Linked DNA regions of Anas platyrhynchos: region 2 is linked to region 1. A link is a contact called in public Hi-C data. All regions are on one chromosome and are shown on one strand. The core of a region is the stretch at or near the end of the contact, and the rest is flanking DNA. Distances in the headings are between cores, read along the strand shown. Region 1 holds the start of CLCN6 (chloride voltage-gated channel 6). Region 2 overlaps LOC113839717 (a long non-coding RNA gene).

The links. Hi-C and Micro-C count contacts between places; a contact is called where the count stands out from the background.
Region 2: a Hi-C map of skeletal muscle shows a contact between it and region 1, with 4 times the contacts expected there. The contact joins the enhancer-like site here to the promoter of CLCN6 in region 1. A contact is called at or near these places in 3 of 8 Hi-C or Micro-C datasets (liver, skeletal muscle and subcutaneous adipose tissue).

What each region holds. Positions count from the first base shown.
Region 1 is chr22:5,303,666-5,306,211 of IASCAAS_PekinDuck_T2T, reverse strand. It overlaps CLCN6 (chloride voltage-gated channel 6), which reads right to left and starts at 1,266. Exons shown (of 22, transcript XM_038166547.2): 1 at 1,122-1,266; 2 at 489-548. The coding sequence starts at 1,205. It overlaps MTHFR (methylenetetrahydrofolate reductase), which reads left to right and starts at 1,318. Exons shown (of 12, transcript XM_027443023.3): 1 at 1,318-1,442.
Region 2 is chr22:5,348,029-5,350,574 of IASCAAS_PekinDuck_T2T, reverse strand. The region is part of intron 2 of LOC113839717 (a long non-coding RNA gene); the gene reads right to left. Among named protein-coding and RNA genes, the nearest start is that of KIAA2013, 34 kb to the left of the region's middle. Within about 2 kb of position 1,279, at least 1 of the 8 cell types and tissues checked has an H3K27ac peak or open chromatin away from gene starts, as enhancers often do.

The DNA of each region.
Region 1 (2,546 bases), core at 17-2,516:
AAGCTCAGGGCCACAACACAGACACATAAAAATTAAGTCTTCTGTAAGAATCAGTATGTGATAGATAAGATCTGCTTTGAGCCAGCATGACACCACAGACAGCAGTAAAACAACAGTGACCAACTAGTTACAGATGCTTTTTTACGGTCATGATGACATAAGACCACAAGAGCCAGTAAAGTCACGTTAAAACAGGGGAGCAACGTAACAGATTCAGAAAATGCATTTTCTCAATAGGAGTCTGACTTGGGCAGCAAACATTTAAGCTCTACTCAGAGCACTGGGCATTAATCTACAAATGCTGCATCAAACTATGAGCAACATGTCTTTGCAGGCACAGCAGCTCCTGATATTTCTGTTGGTGTCAATACAACCTAGCTACAGTGATGCAAGTTGAGTGCCTACCCCCTTTAAATTAACGCAGATATAAACCTGTCTGTAGCTCTCTCCCCCTTAGTTCCACAAGCTGGTATCAGTTAACTTCCCACCTCATAGTCTTTGCGTGGAAGGATCTCATCTTCCTCTTCATGAGTTTCTCCTAGGATCGTCTACGAAACAAAGAACATGGGAATGAGAAAACATCAGGGGAACGAATGCATATGCTGGTGCTCACAAAAACTGGTAGCAAAGCCAAAATCAGGGAAGGCTTACCCCACTGATACTTATAAAGTTGGAGCATGAGTTACCAGACCACCACTTACATGGGGGTGACTGTATGTTGGGCCTTACCTTAAAGCTTGCCCTTCAGCGCAAATATATTACGTTACTACGCTGTGAAGGACTGCCGTGGGGAGGTAAAGCAGCGTGCCAAACCCGTCCCCCCCTTCCTTCACACCAACAAGGGAGTACAGGACAAGATACTTGCATGGACAGCATCACCCCGCCCTGAGCAGCTGGGCACTGCCCCGGCACCCTGTCTCCCAGCAGGAGCAGTGCCGGGCCGGGCAGGACGAGCCCTGAGACGGGCAGGAGGCGCGGCACCGCCTCAGGCACCAGGCCTGACATGAGCGGGGGCCAACCGACAACAACGGTGCTTTGGGGGACCGGGACAGCGATGGCTGCGGCACCAGCGGCCGAAGCGGGGATCCCCACAGACTCCGGGTAAGGGGCAGCGACCGTACCAGCTCCTCAGGGGTGCGGCTCTCCCTCTCCCCACAGCAGCGCGGGCAGCAGCAGCAGCACAGCCCCCCACCGCACCCCGCCATCTTGGCCCGCCGCCGCCCCTCTCCCGGCACCCCCCGCGCCAACGCCCTCCCTCCCTCTCCACCACGTGACCCCCGCGGCGGCGGCTGGTTGGGTGGGGGAATAGGGAGAGAAAGGGAGGGGAGCGAAGTGAAGCCGCGGCGCCATGTTGGGTAAGGGAAAGCGCCGGGCAGCACGTGACCGCCGGCCCCGCTTAAAGCGCCGCGGGATGGGGCCGCAGCGCCCGGCCCCGCCGCCAGGTGAGCGGGGCCCTGGGGACGGGGGGGGCCAGCTCGTTCCGCCCCTATAGGGGCCGTGCTGCCCTTTTAGGGGGCGTCCCGCCGGGCTCAGCAGCTTTAGGGCTGCCCCCACGCACGGCTCGGTGCCTCGGAGCCCTGCGGGTTTGCGCGCGTGGGGCCCCCGCAGGCGCTGCGGAGCTCTGGGGGGGGTCAGCTCCGGGCTGTAGGGTGGGAAATGTCCTGAGGGGAGGTAAAGGGGTGCCACGGGGATGGGGTAAACGCGGCTGGTGGAGCCGTGCTGCGCCGCAGATCCCTGCCCCGAGCCCAGCCCGTGGCAGAGGGGTCACTGGGGAGCGCTGCCCCCCAGCTGCTGGCGTTTCCCCCCGTCTTGTGTGTGCTACGACTGCCTTTGCTGCTTACTGAGGGTTTTTTTTCTCTTTACGACAGCTGTGAGTTTCTCCGAGCAGGTCCCTGATGCGCTGTTCCCAAGGCTGCTTGTAGATAACGCTTTAAGCGTTTCTATTGTCTTTGTGGTTCTAGATTGCTGTCGAGATAAGGAGATTTCCTCCAGAGAAAGCCTTGCTGCGTAGAGGCGTTACTGAGCAAACCTTACTGAGCAAACCTTACTGAGCAAACCTTCCTGCGTGCTGCATTGCAAGTAGCAGAACCAAGGTCTTTGATTTACCTGAGGGGTTGTAGCTTGTTCCTCTCAGTTCTGACCCGCTAGCTTGATCGCCACCGTGTGCTTTGAGATAATTCCCCAGATTAGTGCCACGTGGGTGCCAGGCGTGTTTATTTTGAAAGAGCTTGTGGGCAGGTTGTTAACAGTGTGCCAGAGGTTGCTTTTGGAGCTGTCGGTAGCTGCTGGTTTTATTGTGACCTGCTGTGTTGGTACACAAGAGATTTGAGACTCCAGGTTTCTCTTGGCCCCAGGAACCCTGCACTCCTTTCTCTGATCTCCTGCCAGCTGGAGAGGTCCCCAGGTGGTAAAAGTAGACTTTCTCCCAAAGGGTTTTTGCTTGGTTGCCAGCTTAGTGTAAACAGTAGAAAAAAAGTTCAAAGTCTGCTTGGATGACCCAGACCCTCAGAGTTCCTGTAAGGACAAAATGTGCATTAGATTGTGCA
Region 2 (2,546 bases), core at 30-2,529, 44 kb before region 1:
AGTGGTCATTTTATCCAAAATTCTCAAGTTTCTAATCTGCTGGGGTGGATTTGTTTGCTTGGTTGGTTTGTGTGTGTTTCGTTTGAGTTTTTTAAACCTGAACTTGTTCTAATCGAACTTTGAGGCATTCACCAGAAGAGGTCACCACACACCTCAGTAATGACGGAGACAGACAACCCAAAGTAAGGAGGTTAGGTGGGATCTCACCAGACTGGTCGTCCAGTTTTGCTGGGGAAATCTCCCTCTGTGCTCAAAATAACTGGGGATATATAATGCCCATGCTGTCCAGGAATGGTTCCCTCTCTTCCTCCTGTCAGAGCTCATGAACTGGGGATTAATGCCTTAGTAGCCTTTCTTCTTCCAGCTGTGGTTTAGCTGCATGCTTTGCCACACAAAGAATTTTACCAACAGAGATCTCACGTAGCTCCCACTCAACGTGCCATCTCCCCACAGTAAGGAATAATATATATACCAATTAGATCTCAGTTTAAATATCAGAGGTATCTAACAAAGAGGAGGAAAGCAGTGTGAATACTTACAACCTGCCTGTGTAGACATCCCCACCTTTCCAAAACAACTATCCAGTAAGATTCTGTTCATCTCCCTGGAGATGAAGCTAAGCCTAAAATAACAGTTTGGGATGAGGACTTATGGAACATGAATACTTCTCTATGCATCTGCCGCTCACCACACACCAACCTTGTGCCATTGCTCCAAAAACCTCAGCTCATTTCCGAATTGTTTTTGATTTTACCAGTGTCTCCAAAACCTGGAAGGTTTGTTTCAGCTGTTCCTACAATGTTTGCTTAACCTTCACCCCCCCTTCTAACTTCTCACATTTATCTAATACAAAACCCCTCCCTTCTTGCTGTCATCCTGACATGATTAATCTGAGAAACTTCTCCAGTATTACAGCCTTTAACAGACTTCTGGGTTTTTCATACTTGGTCTCCAGCCATTTTCATGCTTCACCCACTTTACACTGCTCTACTACTGTTATTTACATCTACAGCTGAATCCATTCCTTCTCCACTTTTTCCTTTGAGAACTAAGGATTTCATCTGCTGCACCAGTGGGGGGGGGGGACGGGACGGGACTCTGTGTTTAAAGTACATTGGAAAAAGCAGCTGGCTTCTAGATGTCAAAAGAGTTTACAGAGAAATTGATATAACCATCAGCAACACTAGCACTGAGCAGAATCAGGGATCTTTAGAACCAAGCCACACAGCATGACCATTGAACCTAAGAATGCCCTTATGCACAAAGAAAAGGCTCCTTCGAGAGATGAATCACTGAAAGGGGGCCAGGAACACCCAGCAATGAATCACTGGATGTTGCACTTCTCTCTCTAATGTCATCCAAGCACCAACACTGGCAGATAATGAGAGGAATCAGAATTGAATCTTGGCAGCGACAGGCCAGATACAGAAGTCTCATGTGGCTGCTCTGTTTCCACTCCTGCTGTCACAGAGATCAGAATTGGGCCCACCTTCTCTCCCAGCAAGCAGCAGTGAGCAGAGCACTCAGCCATTTGACTAACACTGAGTACAGTCTGCAGCTATATCATCCCCTCCCTCACTGTTCTTTCCCTGCTAGGCTTCATTAGCATCAGCTGAATGTGATAAATGTGCCTGACAAACCTAATATTAAAATTTTGCCATCAAAACCCAATGCTGCAGAACCACCTATGACCTGCTGTGAAATGCCAGACTGCTGCCCTCCTTATCCTCAAGTGGCCCAGGCCCCTTCTCGTCCCAGAGGGTTACAGAGGAAAATATCCCTGCCTCACCTCATCAAAGAGATCAGTGAGCATTAATGAGAGCAGGTCAGATCAGGCAATGGCAAAATGCATTCCTGGGACCCCAGAGAAGAGCAGTGACAGCACAGAATCCCTCCTACTGGCTTTTTCAGTCCCTCAGGAAGTGTTGTTGGGCAGAAAGGTAGTATATTAATGCAGAGATGTTCTTCAACATCAATATGTGAATACTGTCATTTTTATTCCCTATGATGAATTAATATTCTCCCCCTTCTTACTCTATGGTGAAACATTGGGTAGTCATTTTTGAGAGAAGTTGCCCTACCTGAGTGAAACTGGAGGCAATACCACCAGCTTTCTGTCCAGGTGTCCTCTCGGATAGATGTAGAGACAAAAAATCCCCTCTCTATTTTCCAGCCTGGTCACACATGAGTCTGCTCTGCCAATTTGCTAACGTAACACCCTTGCTGCAGGATTCGTGAGCTCAGGACCTGCAACACCTTGCAGAGCAGGCTGAGGAGTTCTGTCTGCCTCATGCCCCTGTGCTGACATCCCTCACATGAGGGCTCCTGAGGAGAGCCCTCAAGGCTGCGACAGCAACATTGGCTGGATCAGTGAAGGAACAGGGCAAACTGAGGTAGAAGGATGGATTGAAGCCAGAGTCCAACTAGTCCAGGCTTTAACTCTGCCAAGGTGCCCTACCAGGCCGTTAGCAGAGAGAGGAAATGCATGCAGTAGGCCACTGTAGGATGACCTGCCCACCAGGGAAGTTCACGTTTGGGTTATTCCC